Linked DNA regions of Sus scrofa: regions 1, 3 and 4 are each linked to region 2. Evidence: chromatin contacts called from public HiChIP or PLAC-seq data. All regions are on one chromosome and are shown on one strand. The core of a region is the stretch at or near the end of the contact, and the rest is flanking DNA. Distances in the headings are between cores, read along the strand shown.

What was found. HiChIP or PLAC-seq counts read pairs in DNA pulled down with a chosen protein or histone mark.
Region 1: a contact with region 2 is called in an H3K27ac HiChIP or PLAC-seq map of skeletal muscle, with 10 times the contacts expected there. The contact joins two enhancer-like sites. A contact is called at or near these places in 1 of 47 Hi-C or Micro-C datasets (epiblast stem cells) and 1 of 2 datasets of contacts at active chromatin or transcription factors (skeletal muscle).
Region 3: a contact with region 2 is called in an H3K27ac HiChIP or PLAC-seq map of skeletal muscle. The contact joins two enhancer-like sites. A contact is called at or near these places in 2 of 47 Hi-C or Micro-C datasets (embryonic fibroblasts and heart right ventricle) and 2 of 2 datasets of contacts at active chromatin or transcription factors (alveolar macrophages and skeletal muscle).
Region 4: a contact with region 2 is called in an H3K27ac HiChIP or PLAC-seq map of skeletal muscle. The contact joins two enhancer-like sites. A contact is called at or near these places in 1 of 47 Hi-C or Micro-C datasets (skeletal muscle) and 2 of 2 datasets of contacts at active chromatin or transcription factors (alveolar macrophages and skeletal muscle).

Annotation. Positions count from the first base shown.
Region 1 is chr13:206,507,808-206,511,847 of Sscrofa11.1, reverse strand. No RefSeq gene overlaps it. Among named protein-coding and RNA genes, the nearest start is that of SIK1, 44 kb to the right of the region's middle. Within about 2 kb of position 2,162, at least 22 of the 83 cell types and tissues checked have an H3K27ac peak or open chromatin away from gene starts, as enhancers often do. A contact at or near this core is called in skeletal muscle, where this site is marked.
Region 2 is chr13:206,299,426-206,303,060 of Sscrofa11.1, reverse strand. No RefSeq gene overlaps it. Among named protein-coding and RNA genes, the nearest start is that of CRYAA, 7.4 kb to the right of the region's middle. Within about 2 kb of position 2,135, at least 53 of the 83 cell types and tissues checked have an H3K27ac peak or open chromatin away from gene starts, as enhancers often do. A contact at or near this core is called in alveolar macrophages and skeletal muscle, where this site is marked.
Region 3 is chr13:206,437,334-206,440,850 of Sscrofa11.1, reverse strand. No RefSeq gene overlaps it. Among named protein-coding and RNA genes, the nearest start is that of SIK1, 27 kb to the left of the region's middle. Within about 2 kb of position 2,105, at least 23 of the 83 cell types and tissues checked have an H3K27ac peak or open chromatin away from gene starts, as enhancers often do. A contact at or near this core is called in skeletal muscle, where this site is marked.
Region 4 is chr13:206,534,532-206,538,197 of Sscrofa11.1, reverse strand. No RefSeq gene overlaps it. Among named protein-coding and RNA genes, the nearest start is that of SIK1, 71 kb to the right of the region's middle. Within about 2 kb of position 1,992, at least 48 of the 83 cell types and tissues checked have an H3K27ac peak or open chromatin away from gene starts, as enhancers often do. A contact at or near this core is called in alveolar macrophages and skeletal muscle, where this site is marked.

The DNA.
Region 1 (4,040 bases), core at 913-3,412, 210 kb before region 2:
ACAGCAACGCAGGATCCAAACCACATCTGCGATCTACACCGCAGCTCAGGGCAAAGCTGGATCCTTAACCCACTGAACAAGGCTGGGGATCGAACCTGCGTCCTCATGGATGCCAGTCAGATTTGTTAACCACCGAGCCGCGAAGGGAACTCCACAACGTGGTTTTTAGATCAAGGTCCTTATTTAGATGCAGTTTGTTTCGGGGAAGGGAATGTGCAGAATTCTAACACGGAACTTTGTGGTAAAGAAAAATTTGCTGAAAACGAGGTCCACCATCAGTGCTGGGCTGCGTCCCTCCCGCCTGCACCCTCGCCGTCTCTGGTCAGGGCTGGAACTGCCCCATCTCTGCCCACGACGAAGGGTGCCTCCCTCCTGCACGACCCCAGCTCCAGGAGGAAAGCGGAAGGGACTTTCAGTGCCTGCAACCTGGAGGCCCCAGGGCTGGATTTAAGGATGTCGCTCCCAGGCGGCCCTCCCCGCTGACCGGCTCTGGATAGGGGACCCACAGGCGGGCACTGCTGCCTCAGAGCAGCCCCCTGGGGAGCCGGGTCGCCTCCCCTTACAGAGTGAGCTTAGGGGGCCGGGTGTCCGGCCAGACACCTGTGGGCTCTCTGGCGTCTTGTCCCTACATGAGAGGTAGTGCTGTGAGGGTTGCCGGAGGTCACCTGCAGCATTTGGTGACTACTTGTCATCAGCACGGATGAGAAAGCCGACCCCCCGGGGGCCAGCCCGCAGTGGCACAGTGCCGGGCTTCCCAGGCCTCAGCAGTCCTGCCCTACCCACGCCCCCAGAGTGGCTCCCACCCCGCCTCGCAGCTCCCTTGGGGGCACTGGGGCCTCAGCTCCCTGTGGGCCCACCAGACTGTGCCCCCACACTTGGTACCATGCGCCAAGGTCACTGCCACCTGCAGGACCAGCCCGGAAACGCTACAGGTGAGCAGGGAGCTGGAGCCGGGCGGCCGTTTAGCTTGTGGCTGGAGCTTCTGGGGGCACAGAGAGCTTTGCTCTGGTCAGTCCTTCCAGAAGCAGGAGGGGGGTGGAGGGGGCACAGGTGGAGGAGGAGAATGGTCCTGCACTTGAACACCCCGAGTGGGTCTGGCCCAGTCCCCGCCCCTCCCCACCCCGCGTGTGTCTCCCCAACAACCACGGATTCTGCGGCACTCGGGGCCCAGAGCCCGGGCCGGTGTCCCCTGCTGCCGCCCAGAGGGCTGTGTGATGGCTTGGGCGCTGGGAGGCAAGGGGCCGATGTGGCTGGTGCCCTGGCGCCCCCAAGCCCCGTGGGTTTGCAGGCTTCAGGTTAGGAAGTGAGGCCTGAGCAGGCGGAACCGCAGAAATACCAACCAGACGGCAGAAGGCCCTGCTCTGGGCGGACAGGCCCGCCTGGCTCTCCCTGGGGACAGCGGCCCCTTCGTGCCCCACCAGACCCGCAGGGACCCTCAGGGCCACTCCTGCACAGGAACTGGCGCTCAGGCTGAAGTCAGCGTGTTCTTCCACTTCACCTTGGCGCCGGTGCCAGTCGGGTCCATTGGTTTCGGGAGAACAGAGGGGAACCCCCTTCTGACGAATAATTACAAGGCGACCCATCTGCCTGCTGAAAACTTTTCTCTTTAGAACAAGTTCCCTGTCATGGGAATACTGGTGAAACAATAATATTTTAATTTTTAAAAAATTTATTTGTATTATTAGGGCTGCACCTGCAGCACATGGAAGCTCCCAGACTAGGGGTTGAATTGGAGCTGCAGCTGCCGGCTGACCCCACAGCCACAGCCACTTGGGATCTGAGCCACGTCTGTGACCTGCACCACAGCTCATGGCAACGTCGGCTCCTTAACCCCCTGAGCGAGGCCAGGGATCGAACCTGCGTCCTCACGGATCCTAGTTGGGTTTGTTATCGCTGAGCCACAGCAGGAAATCCTAGGAATATTTTTAAGTGGGGGTGTTTGGGGGAGGGGCCCTCTTCTGTCCCTGTTCAGGAGCTGAGAGGACAGTCCCGGGGGTGCCGGGGGGCGGGGGGGAGGACGATCGCTCTGCCCAGTTCCTCTCCCCGCCCCCTTCCCACTGGTTCAGGGCCGGATGCCTTTCTCCTCGGGGGCCCTTATCAGCTCTGTTAGGTAGTGAGGCTTCCTGGCGGCTAATCTCTGAAGTCAGCTCCCCACGTATTTGGCCGAGGGCTGCGAAGACTTCCTATTTGGGGAATGAGAAGGAGCGAGGCCTCCGGAGCGCTCGGGAGTGGAGAGCCAGGCTTCCGGAGCAGCGGGCGGGGAACAGGCAGGGGACAGGGCTGCGCGCGTGGCCTCCCCGGGCGGAAGCGGGCCGCCGCCTCCACCGCCCAGCGCCCGGCTCTGGGAAGTCTGCTCGGGCTCCCCCGCTGTGGCCTTGACCTTGGCCTCCCTTCTCAGCCTCTGGGGGCACACGGGGTGCAGGGTCTGGGTCCCCAGACCCCCTCGCTGAGCGCGGCTCCGGGGGCAGAGCTGACCCCGAGGCTGCGGTCCGCCGCCTGGCTGCCCCGTGTGGCCAGTGTGCTCGCTGGGAGCGCAGAGGCCGTTCCGGGGGAAGCGGGGTGTTTCTCCCTCTCGGCTCCAGCTGCATCTGCAGGTGCTTCTGTAGCTGCAGCCGCGGCTTCTGCAGCACCATCCTGCCGGAGTCACACCCTCTCCTCCTGTCCCTCCAACCCGGAGTGGAAGCGGCCTGTGGCCAGCACCGCCGGTAGCCTGCCCGGGGCCCTGGGCACTCAGCGCCCTGTGCAGCCGAGGCCTGCAGGCCCCCTCTGGCCACAGGAGCCCCACCTCCTGGGAGCTGAGGCCCTGGCAGCCCCTTGCCAGTGACACGCGCAGCTGGAGGGTTAGCAGCCCAGCCCCCTCCTCCTGGGTGGGCAGCCCCACGGTGTGTCCTCAGCCTCAAGGTGGCTGCGTCCCCCAGAGACACGTTGGCCCCTGGCCCTTCCCACTTTGCTCCTGGTGCACCGGGGTCCCCCCGCCCCAACATAGACCGACCTGGGTCCTGTCCCAGGCTCTGGAGCTGGGGGACCCGCCAGGCCAGGCTCCTGCTTTGGCCTCCACACCCCCTGTCCGGCCTCTCAGCAGGACCCTCGCTGTCTCTCGGGGCCCCCGAAGCATCGCTGTCCAGGCAGAGGGTGCAGCGGGCCTGCCTTTTGGCCGAGCGGCTTGTGAGAGCAGGGGGAGGGCAGAAAGTGGGTGTGGGGGTGCGAGCGGGCTGGGTGCCCTCTGCGCCGGCCCGTCCTTGTGCTGGGGACTTGGGTCAGTGTCCTGGAGCACTGGTGCAGCCCCCAGGCCTGGGATGGGAGCCTGCTGCTTCCATAAAAGGCTCCTTACATAACCCGCGTGCAGCTACTTGAAAAGCCTGGGCGAGTCCAGACACCTGCAGCTGGGCTGGGTGCCCGCACACGCACGGGAAGTGGGCAGGACACGCTCCAGCCCCGCAGGAAAGGGACTCTGGGCGGGGCGCCTGCCAGAGAAAGTGCTGGGACACACGGAGCAGGCATGGCTCCGTGGCCGGCAGAGCCTCCAGGGCCGCGGCCCAGCCCCCGCTCCTCCCGCCCAGCAGCCCGGGGCCTCCAACTGCTGTCACCGCTACGCTGGGCACACGTGCACAGCACTCTTGCTGGTACCTGCCTGCCCTCATAACTGGGCTGGGCCGTTGCCTCTCATCTGCGCTGGCCCCTCTTGTCACGCTTGGATTTAAGGTCCACCCGGGTCACATCTGCAAAGACCCCACTTCCAAATAACCCTCCCAGGCTCCGAGGGTCGGGACCTAGGCATATTTTGGGGACCACCATTCAACTCCAGTTGGGAAGGAAAGGCCCCCCTGAGCTCCTGGGGGCACAGTTCAGGATGGAGCTGGTGACCTGGGGCCCGGCCTGCTTGAGCAGGTCTGCCACCCCTCGAACCCAAACAGGCGCTGATGTCAACTCTCTGAGCTGAATTAGGTCATCAGCACCCCAACCTCCCCTCTGTCCCCCTTGGCGGCTTATCTTGGGGGTCTGGGTGGCGGTCCCCTCCGTGGGGCACAGAGTGTCATGGA
Region 2 (3,635 bases), core at 886-3,385:
GCGAGTATGAGAAGAACTGAGTCACTGCACGGCAGACATTGGCACAACATTGCAAATCAACTATTCTTTAATTTTTTAAATTAAAAAGACGAAAGGGAGAAGAGCAGAGAGCCACAGGCAGGAGGTCGGTGGCCCTGGAGGCAGAGACTGGGGGGCGGGGGCAGACGCAGCCCCAGGAGCGGGAAGAGGCAGGAGGACCCGCAGCCCCTGGGGGGCTGACAGCCACAGACACCTTCCTCCCACACTTCTGGCCTCCAAATAAATTTCTGTGTTTGAAGCTGCCCGGTTTGTGGCCACCTGTCCTGGCAGCCCCCCGGAAACCGGCACGGCCCTGCGGTCTGCCTGTCGCCAGAAACACGCTGGACGGTGGCTGCAGGAACGGGCAGTGAGAAAGTCAGGACCCGGCTCAGGAGCGGTCAGCTGGGGTTCGCATCCCCCCCACCCCCGCCCCAGGCCACTCCTTATAATTCAGCTTTTCACAGGAAACCAGCAAAAGGAAGCACCTGCTCCAGTAAGTCCCCGCAAGGGAGCCCAGGGTGAGCTGTCCGCATGGACTTGCACACAAAGTCCCCACACATGGCTGTCCCCAAACATAGCTGTCCCCAGCCATGGGGAGGAAAGCGGCCCTGGTCCCCCCCAGGAATTGCTCCATCATCACCGGAAAGCTGCCAAGGTCCCGCAGTCGTGTGGGCAGAATGTGGGCATCCCACCTCTACCCCCCTGGTCTGACTGGTCTCCCCGGTGCCCCCCCATCATACTTAGCAACCTGCAAACCCACCCTTAAGTGCAGTGAGGCTCTGTCTGAAGAGGTTTTGGAAAGATGTGTTTTTAAGCACAATATTTATTATTGTTGTTGTTGATTTCTGGCTCCTGGGGGTGGGGGGCTGGGCGGAGATGAAGGCAAGAGGGAAGAGCCTGGGGAAGAAGGAGCAGCCTGATCCTCATGTTCCTTGCCCGTGACCTTGGGGTGCCCTTGAGCACACCGTGCCCTCCCCCCCTCCAGGCTCAGCAGCCAGGCGCTGCAGCCACACCGAGACGGCCAGGCGTTCCCAAAAGCCCCTCGTGAAAGGGACTGCTCGCCAGCACACAGGGAGGCTCCCCTCAAGGGGGGGAGACGGGCAGGATATGTCTGGCGTGGTTGTGTCTTCAAGTTCAAGCACACATCAGACAGAGAGAAGCTGACGGGAGGCAGGAAATAGAGCCTAGAGCCTGCTCGTGGCCATTGCAGGTGCGTGTAGTGCGTGTCTGTGTGTGCATATGTGTACACAGACGTGCAGACGTGCATACTCTGCACCTGTGGCTCACACTATGTGTTGTGCATGTGTGTGTGCTTGTGTGTTTGTGTTTGCATGTGCATGTGACTTGAGCCGTACGTGCACGTGTGTGCGTGCGTGAGCCCACACACATGCGTGTCTTCTGTTGGGTTCTGTTTTTGTGACAGCAACCTGCACACATCCACCACCCCTGCTCCTGCAGATTCCACCCCCAGCCCAGGATCCTGGAGCAAACTCACAGCGGCAGAACCCCCAGCCTGGCCACCCCAGCAGCCAGGACGCTGGCCCTAATGTGGGCCACATGGGGGCCGCAGCCCTGGGCCAGGCCGCCCCTCCCCGGCCCCAGCCTGGGCGGAATCCCCTTTGGGCAGCCCACTCCCATCCCAAGTCCTGAAGGCCAAGGGAGGTGCTAGGTGGCAGGCACCGCCCTGACTCCAGGAGACAGGTCCTGGCCTTGTCCCTCAGGTCCCAGGCCCCCCTGGTGGCTTCCCCTTGGACGTGCGGTCTGACACAGGTGCACAGCCTCGGGGTGTAGCATCTGGCTGATGAGACCGCTGACCTGTGACCCCGCCACTGTGCCCACCCGCATCAGGTTCCTGTCTGACACGGCTGGACACAGTGTTGAGGCACTGTGTTAGGGCTGCCTGCCAAGGCCATGTCCCCTCTGGGCACGTGGCAGGACCCGAGGCTGCTCTAGAGTCTTCCCAGAAAGAGACCGTGGGAGCCAGCAGGCCCATGGCCAGAGAGGGCCGACACACGACGTCATTCTGCCAGGGGGGAGATCCCCCAGAGCCACAGGGGGCCCCCCCCACATGGTGCTGGCCTGCCAGGCAATGATTTGCCCCTTTTCAAATGATTTCACAAACAAGAAAACGAAACAAAAACTGCTTGTTGTAAAGAAATACCACTGGCTCCCAGTGGGGCTTTTCTTTTCAGTGTCCTCTGTTGGACACCCACTCCCTGGGTCAGGACGGGGTTTCCCAGAGCTCTCGCGGCCGGCCCACCCCCAGGAGCTGGTCGCAGCAGATGCGCGGCTGCTTCTGGACCCGTGAAGGTGACCTCTCAGCTCCGCCCCTTCTTCCCGCGAGGGCCGGGCGGCCAAGACAAAGCCTCTGCTGGCACCTGGTGGTGAGTCTTGGAAACGCAGGAGGCCACGGGCTTGCTGGACGCCCCTGGGAGAGAGTACCATCCCCCCCACCCCTCCCACTCCCCCCCACCCACCCTGCGCCTCGTGAACTGGTGAGAAGCAGGATCTGATACTCAGAGGGCCTCAAAAATCTGCCTGTGGTCACACAGCAAGTCACCTGCAGATCAGGACCAGGCTGACTTCTTCAGTGCCTTCTGACTTGGGGTGAGCTGTGAGGCTGTATAATGACACCTGTCGTGCAGGGGCTGGAGTCCTGCCTTTGAGCTCAGACAGGCAGGGTGAGTCCTGGCCGGGCCCTCCCCGATGGGAGCGCCAGGTAAGTGACTCAGCCTGGAAGCCTGCTTTTCTCCCTAACAGTGGAGCCCGTTACAGGCAGCTGGGCTGCTTTGGGGCTGCCAGCTGCCAGTGTGGCTGGCACAGTGTCTGGCACACAGTAGGTGCTCCGCCAATGCTCTTCCTGCTGCTGCTGCTGTTGATAAATGTCAGTGATGACCCTGCAGCTCAGGGTGACCGTGAGATCCCGGAGGGGACCTCGGTTCCTGCTCCAGAACCACGTAACCACGTGCAAGCCTCCTATTTGCTGGAATGAGAAGGTGCCCCTCCCCCCAGGATCTAGAATGAGACCTAGGGGTGGGGAGGCTGCTCTGCCGCCAGGCCACACCCCGTCACTGACCCACCCACGGAGGCAGCTGCTGTTACTCCGGAGTCCCTCAGGCTCTCCTGGATGTGAGTTTCTCGTGGAGAATTATCAGCTCGCAGACTCCTGGGCTTCAGCCCCACACAGGCCAATTCGGCAGGTCTGGGCCAGGGCCTGGGCATCTGTATTTGTGCAGGACTCTGAGTGGGGCCCACAGACCATCAGTTTCAGGGGATGCTGGCCAACCCGCCTTCACAGTTTGGTGGTGGGGACAGCCGCGTGTCCTAGGGTGAATAAGGCTGGACTCCAGTGGCCCAGGACTGTCTGGGGAGTGGCCCCCAGGCAAGACGTGACCAGAAGTGGACAGGGTGGGGGGAAGGCCAGCGGGCCAAGAAGCATCAGCAGGCAGCAGAGGCGGGGCAGCCGTGCGGGAGGTGAACCCCGGGCCTACAGCACGTGGACAGGCGTGAGTCTGGAGGGAGGAGCAGGAAGGGCAGCAGGTGGTCCCTTGGGTTCTGAAGTTCTTCCTACAACAGCCCGCGGCACTGACACTGGCAGAGCACCATGGTCAGAGCTC
Region 3 (3,517 bases), core at 856-3,355, 140 kb before region 2:
CATAGCGGGAACTCCCAGAGGGGGTTCTTATGACATGGCTTAGGCCATGGAGCATCCCAGAACCAACCCCTGTGGCTGGCTGACAGGGTATGTGTCTTTCTAATGCCTGGGGTCAGCCTCAGAGAAAAGAGAGCTGTGTTGGCGTCTCAAATGGCCATGTCCCAGAATCTGGACAGAGGGGGGTTAGATCTTTGCGAGAATGTAAATGAGAAGGTCTGCCCCGCGGGTAACAGAACGGCCTGCTCCAGGAGTGGGCAGTGAGGCCGGCGGGAGCTGGCTTCCAGCAGGCTGTGTGTTTCCTGGGGCTCCCCCATCAGCTGGGGCCAGCTACGTCCGAGGCCCCCGCTCCCTGAGGGACAAGAGGGGACGTCCTGCCTTACCGATGCTCCCGAGCCCCGAGCTCCCACCTGGGGCTCACACATGTTTCCCAGCGCGTGCTCCTTGTCCCCTCGCCAACTCCCTCCTTCCGGCTTCCCTCTATTTACCAAATGCAGACAACAGCTTCACACTCACTGTAGTCACTCCCCTTACACCTCCGCAGTGTCACAGGTCGTTGCAGAAAAGGCAGAAAGGCCAGCACTCCCGTGAGCTCCCTCCGGACATGCCCAAGCCCCGAGGCTCGCCTCCGTCTGAGCACGGCGTTGGCTTGTGTTGGCCGGTGGCAGCGCGAGCCAGGCCTCACGGGCCCTCCTGGGCCTTGTGCGGACCCTACTCATGCCCAGTCACTCCAGGTCGCCGGGGGCAGGCTGTGTGTCCCCCGGCAGCCGCCCTCTCGCAGGCCGCTTGCCGTCTTGTCCCCCTCGGTGAGCTCAGCTGCCGTCTCCCAGGGCGCGGGCTTGGGGTGCGGGAGGCGCCCTTCCCCTCGGCCCCGCATCCTCCAGGCTGGCTCCCCCAGGGCCCCCCAACCCTGCTGGACGCCCCCCTGTCGCACTCTCATGCGTTAAGCTCTGCGGGGAGGTTTGGGGGCCACCAGGGGTGCTCAGTACCTCTGCCATTTTCAACCTCGGCCACTGGATCCCCAGCTCCGGTAACGGTCTCGCTCAAACTGGAATCTAGCTTCTAAGCTGGCACCCAGCCGCCCTCATCTCCTGGGCCTCATGCCTCCCCCCCCCCATTTTTTTCTTTTTTTTAGGGCTGCACCTGCGGCATATGGAGGTTCCCAGGCTAGGGGTCCAATCGGAGCTACAGCCGCCGGCCTACACCACAGCCCCAGCAACGTGGGATCGGAGACGCGTCTGCAACCTACACCACAGCTCATGGCAACGCCGGATCCTTAACCCACTGAGCGAGGCCAGGGATCGAACCCTCAACCTCATGGATGCTAGTCGGGTTCTTAACCCACTGAGCCACGCCGGGAGCCCCTCATGCCCTTTGGGAATCCCCTCCGGCACTGGGACTGAGAGGGTCAGTGACATCCAGGACAAGGTCACACACAACACGGTGGCTTCCGTCGTCCTCTCTTGGGTCACTCACTCTTGGGGAAGCCAGCGGCTATGGCGTGAGGACACTCAGGCAGCCCTGCAGAGAGGTCCACCGGTGGGGGACAGAGACCTCCTGCCCACCGCCACGTACACAGACATTCTAGAAAACAGAACCTGCAGCCCCGGTCACACCTCTGGATGAGGCAGCCTTGGCTCAACTGGCTGCAGCCTCGCGGTGAATAAACCCTGAGTCAGAACCACCCAGCTGAGTACCTCCTGGTTCCCTGAGCCACCGAAGCTGAGGGGAGCGAAGGTTTGTGGGTTTAGATTGCTACGTAGATCACTCCTTTCCGCGTGTGTGTGTGTGTACGCGTGTGTGTGCCCATGCCCTGTCCTCCCCGGGCTTTCCTGCCCCAGTGGCTACAAGGTCAGTCCCTGCTCCTCCCCTCCCTCAGGTCCGGGGGGGGACACAGCCTCTCCTGGGCCACCCCCAGGACACTGCCCACCCCTGCCTTGCTTGCGAAGGCCTGTCTACCCTCTTGCAGATTGTGCCTCTAAGAAACACTCCTCAGACGACCCAGCTGGATGGGAACATCTATTTCCCGTCAGGCCCACACCTGGAACGACCCTCCCCTCCCGTGAAGTCACGGCCGCTGCTGTCGTCGGAAGGGACTTTCCCAGGTGGAGAAATCTGGAAGCAGCTTTCGCTTTTCTCCCTGGGGCATCCTCCCTCCGCAGCAGCGGGGACTGGTGGAACTTTTCCTCAAGCGAAATCAGATGCAAGTGGTCTTTGTTCTCTTCCTCCCCGGGGGTCAGGCTCCATAACTAATTACTCACAGGCGGCGGGTTAGAACACACTTCTGGGTTCAGTGGTCAGGCTCTCAGCCTCCCCTCTGTGTGGGAAGCTCGGTCTCCGGGGGCCCTGGAGCCACAGTCCCCTGGCAGAGGGTCTGAGGCTCCCGGGAGGCCCTGGCCCCGCGCCCGTCGTGGGGCGGGAGTCACCCGCCCGCAGCCTGGGAAATTCCCTGGGAGCCGGGATTTCCTCGCTGGGATATTGTTTTCCCTCCGCAGGAAGCCCAGGCAGCCACGTCTGTTCCTGGCAGCGATCCCGCCGCAGGCTCGGAGCCCCTGAACTTCCAGTCCGCACACCTGCTGGGTCCTGTGGGATCCGGGGCAGCACCAGCCAGGGTCCTGGCGCCCTGGGCCAGGCCCGGAGCCTGCCTTTGTTTAAAAGCTTGACGTTTTGGAGTTCCCGTTGTGGCTCAGCAGCTGAAGGACCCGACGTCGCATCCTGGGACAGGAGCTGAGGCAAGACTGGGCGGGGGAGGGGGGGGAGAGGCGAGTCCACAAGGGCCCAGAGCGGCCAAAGCAGGGCCCTGACAGGTCCCTTCCCCAAGACTGAAGGTGGCCGAGAAAATTCGTGTCTCCAAAGGGACAAACATGAATGTAAGCTAAGATCTGAGCCCCCGGAGGCTCAGCCGTTGACACTGGGGTGTGTTTCCTGGAAAAGAGCCTTTGCAACCGTGAGCCCCCTGCCCTGGGCCCCAGTCCTGGTGACACCCCCGGAGCAGGAGGGGCCGCCGTCGCCATGGGGACAGCTGCCTCCTGTCCCTGCCCCCCTTCACCCCAACACCAGCCCCTGAGGCCTTGCGTTTGGGAGGCGGTGCCCGAAACGGGACAGATGTGGCCCTGGAGGCAGCCGAGTCAACTGCCTGAGCACACGGTGGCCTGTGGCGAGCTCGCTGCTGGGGTTCGCTGTCTAAAGGGGGCCCCAGACCTCCACAGGGGCCTCTTTGGTCATCAGGATCTTGTCCCTGGGTGCCGCCTGGCCAGGTCTCCCCATGGGGACCCCTTGCTTGAGGACATGAGCCAGGTCTGAGGACTTGGGGTGAGTGGGACAGGCCAGCCCTGGGCTGCAGGGGACATGGGGGTCCAGGGGGAGCTGTGGTGGCATCACACGGCCTGCCAGGGGCTATGGTGGGAGATAATGGAGCTGGGTGTGGTGGAGCAGGCTCAGCAGGCCTCCTGGAGGAGGCGACATGGGTGACGCATCTGGAGGAACATGTAATACTTGTCAGGGGAGGAGGCTAGATGCC
Region 4 (3,666 bases), core at 743-3,242, 240 kb before region 2:
GCATATGGAGGTTCCCAGGCTAGGGGTCTAATCGGAGCTGTGGCTGCCGGCCTCCACCACAGCCACAGCAGCCCAGGATCCCAGCCGTGTCTGTGACCCACACCACAGCTCATGGCAATGCTGGATCCTTCACCCACTGAGCAAAGGCAGGGATTGAACTCTCAACCTCATGGTTCCTAGTCGGATTTGTTAACCACTGTGCCACGACGGGAACTCCCTGAGCCCATATTTTTCACCAAAGTAATAAAAGCTGTTTATGACGTCCTTAAATTCACGGGGCGCTCGTGTGTCATGCCCTGGGAACTTGAGAAACCCGGCCCCTCTGCAGTAGGACCGTCGGCCACACCATGAAGCGGGAGGAAGCTGCAGCTGTGAGAAGGTGCCGAGAAGGCGCTGATGACCCAGACTGGCTTGGTGTCTGTCACCTGATGCCTCACAGCCGTGACACACCCACTGTGACGAGCGCGTGTGCACGCGTGTGTCTGCCTGCCTGGGTGGGCTTTGTCCTGCTGCCTCCAGAGCCAGGAGGGGGGCTTGGCTCCGGTCCAGCCAAGTTCCCCTGTTTTCCTGGTCTCCACGCCCATGAAATCCTGGCAGGAATTGGGCCACAACTAAGAAGCGCCAAGTCTCCCCGGAGGGGTTCTCTCCCGAGTGGAGGGCAGCGAGGCCAGAGTGAGCGTCCAGAGGCGGCCGCGTCCTTGCCCGCTGTCTTCCAGCCGCCGCAGCCCGTTCTCCAGCCAGTGGCAGGGGTGGGGCCTGGCCTGGGCAGGCCTGGGGCTCCCTCTGTCACCTGTCTGGTCTGAGCAGGCCTGTCACAAAGGGCCTGTCCTTTTCTACCTGATGTCGTCAAGCGTTTCCTGGGCGGAGCTGGGGAAAACGGGCCTGGGGGTCAGGGTGGACAGCTGTCCTCCGGTGCCTCCCTGTGTGTCCGTGGTGGGCAGACCTGGGTTTGCTTGCTGGCGGCAGGGCCGTGGCTGCCGGCCTCCTGGGACACGGAGGACGCTCACCCCCCACGTTTCGGGGGCCGCCTCGATCCGTTCAGCTCCTTCTGGACCAAGCGTACAGGGCTCAGACGCTGGGCAGGAGGCTGTGCCAGGGGGCAGGGCCCGGAGCCCTGCAGGACAGACCTGGACGCCCTGCTCATCCGAGGTCAGCTGTGCACATGTCCCCTTAACCAGCAACCGAGGGACCAGATGCTGGGCGGAGGCCACCTGAGGCGGACGCCCCAGGCTGCTGGTCCTGCTCCCCAGGGTCCTGCCGCCCAAAGCCTCCTTCATCTTGTTCCCTCCGGTGCTGGGAAAATCCTGCTCCTGCAAGTTGCCCGAGCAAAGCCCTGTCTTCGGGTCAGGGAGCGGGAGCAGCCGCGAAGTCAGCAGCCGGGTCCCGGCCGGAGGTGCGGGCGTGGGGACAGGGCCCCGGCTCCGAGGCCCCGGTGCCTGCCTGCGGACCAGCTCCCGGGCCAGACCAGACCGGACGCGGCCTTAGAGCCGCTGACGTCACCGGCCCAGAGGCTCGGCGCAAAGAACAAAACTGCCTGTTCCCGCCGGGCGCTGTCGTTTCGTAGGAAACGCCGGGGGCTCTGGCAGGTGAGAGGCCTTCCTGTTTGTCCTGCAATTATTCGTCACGGCGACTGCGGGCCAGGACGTTAATCCCCAGCGCCAGCCGGCGGCCCTGGGTTTGCACAGCCCAGGACGGCTCTCCTGTCCCCGAAACTCGCCACCCCTGCCCTACTCGGCACACGCTGCCCCTTCCAAGTCCTGGAACAGCGCGGCCTGGGCGGGCGGCCTTTGGCCCCGCGGGGGAGGGAGCGGGGGGAGGGGACGGGACTGTGTCACAGCAGGAAGCTCTGATCCGGGCGGGTGGGGGGTGGCTCGCCCTGGGTGCCCCCCCCGGCCCCCCCCCCCCGCCCCAGGGACTAAGGAACGGGCCCCCAAGAAAGCCAACAGACAAGGGCAGCTGAGTTCTCATCTTCCGGGAGGGGATCTGAACAGACCCTGTCCCTTCCCTCCCGGCCGAGCCCAGAGCTCGGATCTGCCGGGTTTCATTCTTAGAAAGTCAGAGTCACGGAAAGGGGCGGGGCCGCGTGGCAAAGCCGATCTGATGGGTTGGGGTCCGAATCCACTTTCGCTTCTGCCTTTGGAACATGCCCGTGTTTTTGCCCTAGTTTTCCTTTTCCTGAGGGCATTTAGTTTGGGCTCCCGTTAAAATCTGTGCATTTCTTTCGCACACCGCAAGCACGTGAGAGCTGAGAGGTGGGGCTCCGGCCAGAGACCCGGCTGGTCCTACAGGCTGTGCACCTCGGAACCAAGTGATGCTGCCAGGGCGAGTCTGTCCTGAGGCAGTGTCCCCGAGGAGGCTGGATGGGGCAGCTGGACAGCACAGCCCGACCAGCTGGGTGGCCCCCACACCCCTGACCACACTGCTGGCCCTCGGCCTGTGCCTGGAGGTGTGGGCTTGTCTGAGATTCACCGGCCTCACAAGTCTGTCCCTCCGGCATCTCTGCCGTCCCCTCCTGTGTCTTCCAGAGGCTACCAAATAGGAGAAAGTTTGCCGGGGCTTTTGTAGTTTCCAGCCTGGCACCCCAAGGGGTTGTCTCCACGGGGCCCCGGAAGCTCTGTCTCTCGTGGGGTGACGGTCTGAGCCCTGGACCCCTGGCTCATCTTCCTGCCAGCCACGCTGTCTGCGGGTGTAACCATGTGGTCCTCTGCCCTCTCCCTGGGCCCCTGGGTGGGGCCTCGGGGCCGACTGGGCCTCTTGCAGGGCAGGGCACTGGCAGCCTGCAAGGACGCATCTAGGAGCAGGCAGTCCTCCGTGAACCTGCAGCTGCTGGCACCTCTGTCTTGGATGTCCAGCTTCCCGAACTGCGAGGAGTAAGAGCCTGTGTGAGGGCTGGCCACGTGGCGGTCTGTGACAGTGGCTCGAGCTAAGACAGTTGCCCTCAGAGATGGTCAGCCCAGGAAGGCACAGTGTGGCTGTCTGCCCTCTGTTCCTGGCACCTCTTCCCTGGGATTCTCCAGAAACACACCAGGGTCTGCTCCTGAGCCCCCTTTGTTCTGCTGTAGAGGCAGGCCTGGGTGGCCAAGCTGGAGTGGGTCTGTCCTGAGTGTGTCTGTCCCTCCTGGTCAGGCTGGAGTGGGTCTTAGTCACCCTGGCGTTCAGCGCAGTCACTCATCTTGTGAGATGTGACGGCAGGTGCACAAATGGGCAAGCCCTTCTCGGAAACCTGCCCTGCATACCCCCCTTCTGGGGGCTCCCCCAAACCTGGGCATGCTCTCGTGTGATGGCTCCGTTCCAGACCTCTGCGCTGGCCCTGGGCTAGACCTTGTAGCCTCGGACCAGTGTCAGGCTCGGACCCCCAGTCACCATCAGAGTGCCTGGGCAGACATTACCTGAGCGCTCAGCCCGTCCCCCATGCCGGGGCCTTGTGGGGGCCATGTCCCCCCACCTCCTCCAGGCCTTGCGTGCAAAGACTGAGGTTGTCAGTTGTCTCACCGGGGCGGAAACCGAGGCTTTGAGGGTTAAGTGCTGTGTCCAAGGTCACGTTTCCAGGAATGTGGACTCGGGCTTGAATCAGGCCGTCAGATGGTAGAGCCTTGGCCTAACAGGAGGAATTGGGTGTTACTAGGAAGAACTGGGGGTTAAGACAAAAAATTGGGGGTTTATAGG